Regions from separate parts of the Pan troglodytes genome. Here regions 2 and 3 are each linked to region 1. A link is a contact called in public HiChIP or PLAC-seq data. All regions are on one chromosome and are shown on one strand. The core of a region is the stretch at or near the end of the contact, and the rest is flanking DNA. Distances in the headings are between cores, read along the strand shown.

Evidence for each region. HiChIP or PLAC-seq counts read pairs in DNA pulled down with a chosen protein or histone mark.
Region 2: an H3K4me3 HiChIP or PLAC-seq map of stem cell-derived excitatory neurons shows a contact between it and region 1, with 2.9 times the contacts expected there. The contact joins the promoter of CDK9 here to the promoter of PIP5KL1 in region 1. A contact is called at or near these places in 2 of 7 Hi-C or Micro-C datasets (induced pluripotent stem cells and stem cell-derived neural progenitor cells) and 1 of 1 datasets of contacts at active chromatin or transcription factors (stem cell-derived excitatory neurons).
Region 3: an H3K4me3 HiChIP or PLAC-seq map of stem cell-derived excitatory neurons shows a contact between it and region 1, with 4 times the contacts expected there. The contact joins the promoter of TOR2A here to the promoter of PIP5KL1 in region 1. A contact is called at or near these places in 2 of 7 Hi-C or Micro-C datasets (blood and stem cell-derived neural progenitor cells) and 1 of 1 datasets of contacts at active chromatin or transcription factors (stem cell-derived excitatory neurons).

The regions. Positions count from the first base shown.
Region 1 is chr11:10,523,691-10,528,198 of NHGRI_mPanTro3-v2.0_pri, forward strand. It overlaps PIP5KL1 (phosphatidylinositol-4-phosphate 5-kinase like 1), which reads left to right and starts at 1,286. Exons shown (of 10, transcript XM_520281.8): 1 at 1,286-1,541; 2 at 2,379-2,576; 3 at 3,780-3,830; 4 at 4,044-4,198; 5 at 4,491-4,508. The coding sequence starts at 1,416.
Region 2 is chr11:10,667,749-10,671,871 of NHGRI_mPanTro3-v2.0_pri, forward strand. It overlaps CDK9 (cyclin dependent kinase 9), which reads right to left and starts at 2,693. Exons shown (of 7, transcript XM_520277.9): 1 at 2,032-2,693; 2 at 1,489-1,570; 3 at 663-753; 4 at 158-324; 5 at 1-57. The coding sequence starts at 2,477.
Region 3 is chr11:10,718,645-10,723,036 of NHGRI_mPanTro3-v2.0_pri, forward strand. It overlaps TOR2A (torsin family 2 member A), which reads left to right and starts at 1,889. Exons shown (of 5, transcript XM_520274.7): 1 at 1,889-2,293; 2 at 2,840-3,105; 3 at 3,845-4,020. The coding sequence starts at 2,143. It overlaps SH2D3C (SH2 domain containing 3C), which reads left to right. Exons shown (of 12, transcript XM_016961717.4): 12 at 1,889-1,978. The coding sequence ends at 1,908.

The sequences.
Region 1 (4,508 bases), core at 36-2,535:
AAAAAAAAAAAAAAAAGCCCAGCATGGTAGCACGCGGCTGTAGCCCCAGCTACTCAGGAGGCTGAGGCAGAGGAATCTCTTGAACCCGGGAGGCGGAGGTTGCAGTTAGCTGCGACTGTGCCACTGCACTCCAGCCTGGGTGACAGAGCAAGACTCTGTCTCAGAAAAAAAGAAAAAAAAATTAGCTGGACATGGTGACGCCTGCCTATAATCCCAGCTACTTGGGAGGCTGAGGCATGAGAATCACTTGAACCTGGAGGCAGAGGTTGCAGTGAGCCGAGATTGCGCCATTGCACTCCAGCGCGGGCCACAGAGGGGGATTCTGTCTTAAAACAAACAAAACCCTCTAACCTTGGTGCCTCACACTCACACCCATACTCACAGTTACCTCTCTGGGTCCCCACAGGGCCCTGCCTCAGCGTGCTTTCCCCTCTTCACTCCAGCCACTCTGGCCTTTCACTTCCTGGACTCACCAAGGCCCTTTGCACGTCCTACTCGCCTTGGTCCCATAGACACTCATCCAGCACAGGCTTGTGCCAGGCACTCAGCCAGGAAGCAGGAATGACATGGCCCCGCTTTCATGGCATTCCCACTCCAGGGGGAGACGTGATAAACAATAAACAAGACAGTCTCTGACAGTGTTAGGGTGGGAAAGAAAATAAAGGTGATGTGATCAGGAGTTGGGGAGGGGAGCGCTCTGTTGGAGTCTGGCAAGGTGACGAAAGAACGAGGCGAGTAGCAGTCTGGGGTCAAGAGTTTCAAGCAGAGGGAATAGCAAAATGCAGAGGCTTGAATGGGAGAGTTTGGCGGCTAAGGAACAGGAGGGGCCGGGCGGCTCAGTGGTTAAGTGTAGGGTGAGTGGTTTGAGATGGGCCTGGGGTCAGGGTGAGGGGTTTGGGTTTTGTTCCATTGCCATGGGAGCCACTGGAGGCTTTAAGCACGAGAGTGACATCATCCAAGTTATGCTTTTAAAGATCACGCAGGCAGCTGAGCCCCTCCCTCTCGCTCACCACTAAATCCCCAGGGCCTAGCACTGCTGGCCCACAGTGGGTGTTCAATATCTATGTGTTCAATGAATGGATGTCCCCGACTTTGCTGTGTGACCTAGAGGTAGTGACTTCTTTCTCTAGATCTCTCAGTTTTTTCACCCAAAAGACGGGCAATGGGGATTTCACGCCGGAATGGGTGGGTGGCACAGGATTTAGGTTACTCGCCTCCCCAGGCGGCCCTAGCGACCCGAGCCCCCACGCCGAGGGCGGAAAATGGGGGTGCTCCCTTAGAGGGACCCCAGCCAACGTCCGGCGGCCCCGCCCCAGCCGGACCGAGGTCTGAAGGATGCTGCAGCCGTGGGGGCGGGACCCGCAGGCGATCGCCAGCGCCTCCCGCGTGGATTGGATGCAGCCGCAGTCGGCGCCATGCTATTGGTCGGCCGCGAGGTAGGGGCGGGGCCTGACTCCTGCAGCGGGGCGGCGGGGAATGCGGCCAAAGCCCGGGAAGCTGCTGCGGGGGCGATGGCTGCGCCGAGCCGGGGGCCCCGCGAGGTAGGTGCGGACCCGAGAGAGGACAGGAGAGGGAAGGGTTGGTGGGCAGGGGCCGGGCCTCCCCTCGGCGAGCGGCGCGGACACGCCCCCATCCAAGCCTGGGAGGGGCCCTGCAGCCGGCGAAGACCAGGACACGCCCCACACGGGGCGCCAGGTATCCCGAGGGGCGGCCTGGCGGATATCCCTCAACACTTCCTCAGCTTTCTCATTGGGAAAATGGAGAGGATGCTAAAGCTCCTCCTTCAGGGGGCTGTTAGGAGGTCAAGCTCTCATCCAGTGCGGGGCACGCGGTGGATGCCCACTACTGGTGGGTCAGCGGCTATGAAAAGCATCGTGCTGGCCCCTCCGTGCTGGCCTGGAGGCGCTCAGCATAGGCGAATGGAAGAGATGTGACTGAATCACCGGCATCACAGCTCCTACTATCAAGGGCTCCCGTGCAAGGAGCTCAAACTCAAAAGTAACAAGAGTTCATACCTACCACGAGGAAGCTGTTCTAGTTTTCATGTTGCAGATGAAAAAATGAGGCACAGAAAGGTTAGATGACTTACCTAAAGTCACAAGGTTGGTGAGAGACGGTCCATCTAAGGCCAGGTTTGACTGCAGAGTGCACGCCGTATCTACTGATAATCATAACCATTGCTCTATTCGGGTGCTGACTGCGTGCCAGGCACTGTGTGGCCCCTCTGGGTACCAGCATCATCTCTATTTTACAGCTGAAGAAATTGAGGCAGAGAGAGATGAGGGGAAGTCTCACAAGTAGTGGAAGTGGGACTTGAACCCTGATCTTTTTCCTCTGTGACGCTGCCACAGGCTGTGTCCTGTGCCTCCTCCCACCAGGTCCTGGCCCCCTCCCCTGAGGCTGGATGCAGAGCAGTCACCTCCAGCCGCCGGGGGCTTCTCTGGCGCCTCCGAGACAAGCAGTCTCGCCTGGGCCTGTTTGAGATCAGCCCGGGGCATGAACTGCATGGGATGACGTGCATGATGCAGGCAGGGCTGTGGGCTGCCACCCAGGTCTCCATGGACCACCCACCCACGGTGAGTGGCCCATCTGTCCCACGAATCTCCACACCAGCAATGGCAAGACTTGGCTGATGCCCTGTCTGGCTGAAACTGCAGGTGTGGGGATCAGAGAGGGATATCAAGGGGAGGAAGGCAGAGAGGGAGGAACATTGTGGTGTGGGAGCTGGAACGTCTGGGGTGCTTTGGGGGTGTGAGGAACCCCCTGACTCAGGTGGTTGCTATGTGACTCTAGGTGGGTCTCTGCCTCTCTCTGGGCCTCAGTGTCCCCATCTGTATAATGGGGGGAGATTATACTCCTTGGTTTCTGAGGCCCTCCCAGCCCTGCCAGGGTGTATGGTTGAAAAGGGACCCCCACCCCCACCCTGCTGGCCTAGCCCATCCTCTCTGGAGCTCAGGCTGAGGCAGGGCTGGCTCAGCAGAAAGGTGGCCCAACTGCAAGCTCAGCAGCTGGGCGGGCCTGGGTGAGCACGTGTGTGGTGTTCGTGTGTGTGCATGTGTGCGCAGTGGGACCACATTCCACAGACCACATCCGGCACAGGGACCTGGAGATCCAGGGAAAGTGTAGAGACTCGAGGGAGTTCTCTAAATCACAAACTGACCTCATCACCTGCTGAAAAGCTTCCATGGCTCCCCAATACTCAGCATGACCTCCAGATCCAGCTGCATCCAGCCTTGTTCACACTCCATCCCTCCCTCACTGGCTTCAGCCACTTGGGCCCTCCTTCCCTTGCCGGCAGCCACCAGTGCTGTTTCTACTGGTGCGAGCACCCTGCTCCTCCTCTCCACTACCCTTTAGATTTCAGCTTAGAGGTCTCCACCCCCAGGAAGGCTTCTCTGATTTTGCCCCTCCCAGGTTGCATCAGGCAGGTCCCTTGGCTTCAGGGCCACCCCCTTGTACTGGACTGAATCTGGCTTCACTTGGCCAGCCTGTGAGTCTGGGAACGTGCCTGGTTTGAACTCATGGCCTGGTGCTGGTGATCCAGAGTGGATGAGATACACTCAGGCCTTGCCGTGGGTCACTCTTGTCCCCCTGGCATCCCTGGGAGGTGAGCAAGGCATCTGCCCAACCCAGGCACTCCCAGAAACTATGGTCCCGGTTTGCTGAAGGAATCCAATTGGAGGAGGTGGGGGACGGGCCAGGTGCAGGACATCTGGAGATCCTGGGGCAGGCAGCAGGGGACTGAGGGTTGCCCTGAGCTCCTCTACCTCTCCCTGCAGGGGCCGCCCTCCCGGGACGATTTCTCGGAGGTCCTAACCCAGGTTCATGAGGTAGGAGGCCCAGACTCCCGTGTGGGAGGGACGTGTGCTGGTCTTGCTCTCTCCTCTGCAGTTTTCCCATCTGTGCAGTGGGAGTGAAGGCTTGTCCCTGAGCCTTGAGCCTTGCAGGAAGGGTGTGGTCACCCTGACCCTCCTGTCCCAGGACCAACTGCACACACCCGGGCCCACGCAGACACTCCAGAGGAGGCTCTTCCTCCCCTGCAGGGCTTCGAGCTGGGCACGCTGGCCGGCCCCGCCTTTGCCTGGCTGCGCGGCTCCCTGGGCCTGGCGGAGGAGGACTATCAGGCTGCGCTGGGCCCCGGCGGCCCCTACCTGCAGTTCCTCAGCACCTCCAAGAGCAAGGCCAGCTTCTTCCTGTCGTGAGCTTGCGGCAGGGGTGGGGCAGGGGTGGGAGTGGTACCCCTGGCTGGGAGGGCAGAATTCCCAGTGGCGGGGAAGGCCCCCTGAAGAGAGAAACAGAGCGGCCCTAATCTGGGAGGGTCAGGGCCGGATGGTGGACAGATGGGGGAGGAGAGGAGGGCGAGGGCCGAAGGCGAGAGGGGCGGTGCCGAGACCTGGGAGCGAGATCCACGTGCACAGGTCGGGGAAGGGGGCCGGGTGGGAGCCGCTCCAGCCAGGCCTGGGCAGTGACCTCTTTCTCTTGCCCCCCAGCCACGACCAGCGCTTCTT
Region 2 (4,123 bases), core at 1,443-3,942, 150 kb after region 1:
CAGGACCCCATCACGAGTGATAAGCACATTAGCAGCCTTCATGTCCCTATGCAGGATCTGCAGGAAGGGCAAGAGTGGGTCCTTTAGTGACATCCACCCGGGAGTGGGAGCCAAGACCAGCCCAAGCCTGGGTCCTCCTCCCAGCTCTGGCCCCCACCTTGTTTCTGTGGATGTAGTAGAGGCCGTTAAGCAGCATCTGCATCACCCTCTTGATCTCAGACAGCGTGAACTTGACCAAAACATTGCTCAACAGCCCAGCAAGATCATGCTCGCAGAAGTCGAACACCAGGTATATACTACCCTTGCAGCGGTTATAGGGGGAAGCTGAGGCAGGAATAGAAAGAAGAAAAACTCAAGAAAACCACACCCAACACACTTTCCCACAACCAGCTTCTTTCTTCCTGCTCCAACCCACGGGCACCCATGCCCTCCAGAGCATCTGTCTGTTCCTTCCTTCACCGGTCAAATATTTTCTGAGTGCCTCTTCTGGGCCAGGGCAGGCCCCGAGGAAGCACCAGCTACGATGAAAGAGGACCAGAAAAAGCAGTCACCAGGGGTCCATCTGAGTTAAGAAGAGGCAGTTTAGGTGTGCCTAGTTCCAACTTTACAAACAAAACCTTAGGCTACAAGTGTCATCTTCTCGTAAGCACCAAACAACTTACCTTTGGTTCGACAAATCTCAATCAAGTTGACCACATTCTCGTGTTTTAGAAGCTGAAGGATCTTGATCTCCCGCAAGGCTGTAATGGGGAACTGGGTGGGAGAGAGGGGAAAGTGGTCAAGAGTGAGCGCAGTACAGAGCCCAGCCCTGGGGTCTGTACTGACAGCCAAGTTGGGAGAGAGAGCAAGATCATGGGCTCTGAAACCAGCTGTCTCAGAAGCCTTGTCTATAAAATGGACATTAGTAGCATGCACACTTCAAGGTGATGGTTTGAGACAACAAACTGAAACAGCAATACTTTGCTATTAGCCACTAAATGCTCGGCAGTTTCAGTCTTCAAATTTCAGCTCTATGGCTGTTTCGTTGGCAACAAACATGATGATTTAAAAATGTCCTTGCTAAAGCACATTAGGCAAAAGAAGGTTTATGGGAAGTTGTACTAGAGCTAAGATGGGGTGGAGAAGGGACCGCTCCTTTTAAATACGTTAAATAGTTGAGTATCAGACACCTTTCAAAAAGCATGCATATATAATCTTTCCTTTACATTAAGCGAAATTTAACACTAAAAAAAGGTGTTTAAAGGCTTCCTAACTTCGTGAGATAAAGTGCACACGATGCACGCATCAACTCCCCCTCCTGGCCTCACCCATAACTGCCTAAGAATGAAACATTTAGTTTTAGGGTGGAAGCCACATTCCCTGGAAATTTCTGAACTACTACAAAAAAATTAAATCTCAACCTGAGACTCCCAGAAGCAGCAGGGTGGAAAACCGACCCGGGGTCCCGGGCAGTTAGCCGGCCGGCCCGCACGCCCGATCCGTACTCACCCCCTCCTTCTCGTTTTCCATCAGCACCTTCTTCAGAGCCACCTTCTGGCCGGTCTTGCGGTGCCTGGCCTTAAACACCTCCCTGCAGGCGGAAAGGGAGACCCGAGAACTCATCAGGCCATTTCCGCAGGGCCCGCCCCTCCCCCACTACAGGAGGAGGGGCAGCAGCAAAGAGATTCCTGGGCGGGGCTGGGCTAGGTACCCAGGGCACGCGGCTACCCCGCCACCCGGCACCCTGTCTCGTTCGGAGCCTCTGCTTCCTTCCCTCAGTCCCTTCTCCTCACTTGGGCGTCCCTTGGAGAGATCCCGCTCCCCTCACGGGCGCCTCTCTGCAGCCCCTCCCCGCCCCCACCACGGGCCTCAGGCTCCTCCCCACCAGCCGGCTCCGTCAGGCCAGGGCGGGGTGCGGCGCGGCCTAGAGACCAGCAGGCAAGCCCGGGGACAGACGACTTCTCTACCAACTCGGGGGGGGGCCCGGGCATCCCGACGTCGGCCCTAGGGGTGCAGGCCCAGGGCTCCCGGCCCCGAGGGGCCCAGCCTTACCCGAAGGTGCCTTGGCCGATCTTGGCGAGCTTCTCGTATTTGGAAACTTCATCACAAAAAGGGCACTCCACCGAGTCGTACTGCTTTGCCATGGCCGCCTCCAACGCGCCGCCGCCGCCCCCAGTCGCTGCTGCCGCCGCTCCTGCTCCGGGTCCCGCCGCCGCCGCACTCCAGGCCCCTCCGCGGCCGCGCCACTTCCGCCTCCACGGCCACTTCCGGCCTCGCGGCGCCGACCCCGCCTCTTCCGCCCGCCGCCCGCCGCCAGGCCCCCTGGGACTTGTAGTTCCCGAGAGGCCAGGGGGAGCCGGAGCTGCAGAGGCGCCTCCGCCGCCGCCGCCGCCGCTGCCCCCGCCTCCGCCGCCGCCACTACTAGCGGCGGCCCCGATCGGGGGCGCGGGGAGCCGGGGCGCCGGAGCTGGGGCTCGGGGTGGCGCGTCCCGCTGCATGGGCCCGGGCCGCCGCTGCTGCCGAAGCTGCTGCCGCTCTGGCGCCCGATCCGGGGCCAGCCGCAGTGCCCTGCTCCTCCTCCTCCGACGGCGCCGCCTCCGCCGGGCTGCGCGGGGCGGCGGGCGGGGGGGCAGCCCCCGAGCCGCGGCCTGGGAGCTCCCTGGTCGGACCCGGGCCCGGGGCGGCCGGGCGAGGGGGCGAGACGGGAAGAGCCGACTAGGAGACGGCCCGAGAGCCCAGGAGGGGGCGCGTTATAAAGGGGGAGGTGCCCGGCCTCGCCCTCCCCTCCTCCTCCGCCCGCCCCCGCCCTCCTCCCTCCCACCCTCCACGGCCGCACCTGCCGCCGCCGCCACCGCCCGCCCGCCCGCCCGCTCGCTCGCTGTCCGCCGGCCGCCCTCGGCGCGTCACCGCCCGCGGCCCCTCCTCCGCCTTCGGAGGTGGGGCCCCGCGCTTGGCACCTGGCTGCGGGCGCCCTGCCGCGTGCCTCAGTTTACCCCCACATGTCGGCTGCAGCGGAAAGCCCCTTCCTCCCCGGCTCGGAGTGCCCCCACAGAGGCGAAGGCGGGAGGCGCGGAGGGAGCGTCCTCCGGCCCTGGGAGGAGAGAACGGCCCCCGCCTCCGCCTCCCCCGGTCCCCGCCACTCTCCGTTGACATGGCAACCGACGGCCGCCAGGGGGCGCGGCGGCACTAGCGGCGACGAGCAAGCAACGCCCGGGCCTTCTATCGCTGGGGCCTGGCTCTCCGGGAGGCAGGGATGGGACCCGCAGGGCTCCCACCTCCGCTGAGTCGTGCCAGAGCTGGTCGGGCCCCGAGTCAGTAATCGCAAAAAACAGCTACCATTTTCTCAGCACTCTTGTGTACTCAGGAAGTGCTGGGCGTTCCCGCCGAATCCTGAATCAACAGCCCCATATCAGGATCACTAACCCATTTTGCAGAAGAGGACGTTGAGGCTCAGAGGTGAGGTCATTTGCCCAAGGTCACACGGCGACAAAGTTGGGACCCGAACCTGGGTGTCTGAGTGAGGGGATTCTCTTGACTCACGCTATTCGCTGTTGGGCCAGGAGGATAGCAGTGGGGAGGCCTGCTGTCCTTATGCAGGCGCCAGCTCACCGTTCACCCCCACATCTCCCTCCCCCATCGCGCCCATCCCTTCCCTCGCATCTTCCTGGCACCAGCGGCCCCCAGATTCCCCCTCCAGCTCTGCCCAAGGACAGCCTCCAGCAAAGCCGTCTTTTCTGCCTCCTCTGCCCCGCTTCAATCTGCCCCCTCCTCTCCAGCCCTCTGCAGGTGGATCCTGAGACCTAGCCCCCCAGTCTGGCCTCTCTGTCCCCGAAGAACCTGAATGTGACATTGGAGGCTCTTTCCAGTTCACACCCCACCCCTCAAGCTGTGGCCATGCAAATCTCTCTACTGTTTCCCCAAGCCTTTCTGCGTTCAGGGCGGTGCTCCCCTGATCTTACACTCCCCCAGACTCTCGGTACCCTCTCTTCCTGCAAGAAGCCATTGGAGTGGGCGCGGTGGCTCACGCCTGTAATCCCAGCACTTTGGGAGACCAAGGCAGGCGGATCACAAGGTCAGGAGTTGGAGCCAGCCTGGCCAATATGTTGAAACCCCGTCTCTACTAAAAAGACAAAAATTAGCCAGG
Region 3 (4,392 bases), core at 639-3,138, 200 kb after region 1:
ACCCAATCCTTGCTTTCTGGAAGCTCACAGACCAGCAGGAGAGATAAATAGCTAATTCCAACCCAGTGCTCCTATCCGCTGCCCTGCCCTGGGATGGATGCCATGGCAACAGTTCCCACAAATGCACAACCAAAAATCCAAGGATTTGGGGTGGAAGGGCTTTTTGAAATCTATGATCCCAACTCCCCTCTGGAAGACTGGTGCCTGAAAGGAGAAGGGACTTTTCCCGGGTCACAGCAGCAGCAGAGTGGGAAAGGCTCCACCTGGCTTCCTGGACCCAGACTTCTCTCCTTTTTTCTCCTTGATAGTGGGAACTACTCGTTTTCTTCTTTTATTTCTTTCCTTCCTTTTCTTTCTCTCTCTCTTTCTTTCTTGTTTTTTTTTTTTTTTTTTTTGAGATGGAGTCTTGCTCTGTCGCCAGGCTGGAGTGCAGTGACAATCCCAGCTCACTGCAACCTCTGCCTCCCGGGTTCAAGCGATTCTCCTGCCTCAGCCTCCCCAGTAGCTGGGATTACAGGCATGCGCCACTACGCCCAGCTAATTTTTGTACTTTTAATAGAGACGGGGTTTCACCATGTTGGCCAGGATGGTCTTGATCTCTTGACCTTGTGATCCGCCCGCCTCAGCCTCCCAAAGTGCTGGGATTACAGGCGTGAGCCACCGCGCCCGGCCTCCTTCCTTCCTTCCTTCCTCTCTTTCTTTCTTTTTCTTTCTTTCTTCTTTCTCCTTCCTTCCTTCCCTCCTTCCTTTTCTTCTTCTCTTTCTTTCTTTCTTCCTTCCTTCCTTCCTTCTTTCTCTCTCTTTTCATTCTTTCTCTTTCTCCTTTCCTTTCCTTTCTTTTTCTTTTTGAGACGGAGTTTCACTCTTGTCACTGCAACCTCCGCCTCCCGGGTTTAAGCGATTCTCCTGCCTTAGCCTCCAGAGTAGCCAGGATTACGGGCGCCTGCCACCACGCCCGGCTAATTTTCGTATTTGTAGTAGAGACGGGGTTTCGCCATGTTGATTCACCCGCCTCGGCCTCCCAAAGTGCTGGGATTACAGGCATGAGCCACCGCACCTGGCCGGAAATATTTCTTTTTCAGGTTCTGATATTTGGCCCCAGAAGTCGTGTGTGTGTGTGTGTGTGTGTGTGTGTGTGTGTGTGTGTGTGTGTGACTATGTGTTGAGGTTGGCAGGGACAGGGTCTTTGAGGTGGGCCATGAAGGCTGTTGTCTTGGTTCCCTTACTCCAGTGGGTGGGGGAGGTGGGCAACGTGGATCAAAACGAATCCAGGCCAAGCTGGAGGCCTGGGGAGCCTGTGCGCTGAACCTCAAACGTCTGGAGTCCTTTGCCTTCTGAATCCTTTGACCAAGAGAGGCTGATAACATGCAACCACGCACTACGGCTCTGGTAGCAGCCAGACTTGGGTTTAGTTCTATTGTTTACCAGCTGCGTGACATTGGGTAAGAGGCTTAACCTCTTCGGTCCCAAATTCCTCCTTAAGATGGGGACAACAACAGAACCCATCTCCCAGGACTGATGCCAAGCATTTGGCCACAGTTGCTGCTAGGTGAGGGACAGTCCTGTTTCATACACAACGGAATGTTGATGATCATGTATTATTGATCACTTTCTGAGCCAGACAATTTGTGTGCCTTTATCTCACTGGAACAGCACCATTTCTCTGGATAGCAGATACTATTACCATATTATAAGGTATATAGGCACTTAGCACTAATGGCACAGAGTAAGTGCTCACCAAAAGCTGTTAGTGAAGGCACTTTTGTCATATAGAAGAAAAAAGGAGCATGGAAAAGGCGCTTTGCAAGGCGTAAGGTTCCGCACAAGTTTTTGCTGTAATTGTTACGTCGCCCTTTGTGGTCGTAATCCTTTATTTATTCTTTCTCAGCCACTACGATGGTCCCCTAGTTACCGTGGCCATGGAAACGCGGCCCGCCGTCCCGGATTGGACGGTTCGCGGGTTCCCCCTGGAGGCCACCTTCTGGTCCTGCTGCGGAACGACGGGCGGGCCTTGGAGGCGGGGAGAGGAGCGTCGGGAGTTGTAGGCGATGGGCGTGGCTGCTGCGGAGCGGTGCACGCCGGGAGTTGCAGTTCCCGGGCGAGGCAGTTGACTGCCCCACACCGAGCTCGGGCCTCACCCGGATGGCGGCTGCGACGCGCGGCTGCCGGCCCTGGGGCTCGCTCCTCGGGCTGCTCGGGCTGGTCTCGACCGCGGCCGCCGCCTGGGACCTGGCTTCCCTGCGCTGCAACTTGGGCGCCTTTTGCGAATGCGACTTCCGGCCCGACTTGCCGGGTGAGGCGCCAGGGAGCCCGGAGCGAGGGGCGGGCGGACGCGGGCAGACGCGGGAGCGCTGGGAGCCCGGCTGGCGCCGGCCAGAGAAGCTGAGGACCCAGAGGGTGGGACCGAGGGGCGGGGCCCGCAGACTTGGGAGGGTGGAGGGTACCCGTTGAGGTCCAGGAGGCCCTGCCAACCTGGAGAGAGGCCTCAGCCAGCAGAACCCTTGGTGGAAGTTCTTGGGCCTCCCCGGAATGGCCTGGCCGTCAAAGGAGAAGTGCAGTGCGCCTTGGGGATGGGCGGGGTCTGCGGCTGACCCCGTTGACAGCTCGCATTTAGGGCTGAGTGCAATCTGGAGGACCGCCTGGTGGGGGCGCTGCCGAGCTGAATCAGGCCCGAAGGTGGCTCTTTTCCGCCACAGACCCCAAGGTTTGCGTGCCATGTGCATAGGCAGCTTGGACAAACGTAAGGACACAGGAGTCCCAGACCAGGTTCCAGACATGACGTTCTCCTTGAACCTCTGCCTCGGTGGGATGTGTCCTCACCATCCTCCTGTGGCCCTAGGTCTGGAGTGTGACCTGGCTCAGCACCTGGCCGGCCAGCATCTGGCCAAGGCGCTGGTGGTGAAGGCGCTGAAGGCCTTTGTGCGGGACCCAGCCCCCACCAAGCCGCTGGTCCTCTCCCTGCACGGCTGGACCGGCACCGGCAAATCCTATGTCAGCTCCCTGCTGGCGCACTACCTCTTCCAGGGCGGCCTCCGCAGCCCCCGCGTGCACCACTTTTCTCCCGTCCTCCACTTCCCCCACCCCAGCCACATCGAGCGCTACAAGGTAGGCTGGATGCGTCCTTGACCACTGTTCTCACCATGGGGTGCCACCCTAGGGAGTAAGTCCTGAGCCCAGACAGGGGAGTCACCTGCTCCAGGCCACACACGGCTGCAGCCCCAGCCCTCAGGACCCATCCTGCAGAGAACTTGGGAAGGTGTCATTCTACCTGGCAGGGAGTACTTTGATTCCTTGGGGCAGTAAGGAACCCTGGCAGTACCTACATGCCAGGGTTGTTGTGAGGGACATGAGATTATACCATTGCAGATATCATTTATGGAGCACCTATGTTTGTCAGATAATCTGCACTGTTGTCTTGCTGGAAATCAGCCCCAGTTTGTGGCTCAGAGGAAGCATCGGGAAATATTGGCTCTTATTACTACTGTTGTTGATTGCTGGGTACCCACCAGGCTGATCAGTTTCAGCCGTCAACACTGCTGTGTAGTTTCAGGGAGCAGGAAGGAGACTTCCCCTTTTATAGAAAGCAGCAGGTGTTGTGGAAGGAGCCCTGAACAGGGAAGTGGGAGGCTTGGGTTTGAGTCCCTGTTCTGACTGGCTGTGTGACTTTGGGCAAGTCTCTGCCCCAATCTGGGATACAGTTTCACCATCAGTCTCACTAAGAGGTTGGTGCTCTCTGGAAGACCACATCCTTCCCTAGAAAGGAGGTTAGTTTTTGGTTTGGGAAGAGGTCTGGGGTTGGGGGAGTTTCTCCAGCCCCCCTGGAACTCCTGTGTCTCCCCTACAGAAGGATCTGAAGAGCTGGGTCCAAGGGAACCTCACTGCCTGTGGCCGCTCCCTCTTCCTCTTCGATGAGATGGACAAGATGCCCCCAGGCCTGATGGAAGTCCTGCGGCCTTTCCTGGGCTCCTCCTGGGTGGTATACGGGACCAATTACCGCAAAGCCATCTTCATCTTCATCAGGTGGGGCCCGGCTTTGCAGGGGGCACAGTGGGGGGCCACTTCTCAGAGGTTCAGCTCTACAGCCTTAGCCTGTGCTCCCAGCAGAATCCAATTCCCCATGGGCTTAGCTGGGCTTTCCCAGTGCCCCCTGCCACTCTCAGAGATGACATTGTCATTCCGCCTGGTTGATTTCCCTTTGGACATTCTCAGCAAATTCTGGGCTCAGTCTTTTTGATCGCCACTTCTTTGTGGAAGCCCTGCCAGGTCAAGAAGTTTTCCCTCTTTTGTGGTGAGGAGGACACAGGCCTGGGAAAAACAGGAACAGAGTTCTTGTCCTTTAGTCCCAGCTCTCAGAATCCTCGCTGTGTTTCCTCAGGCAGCATGGCTCCGCCT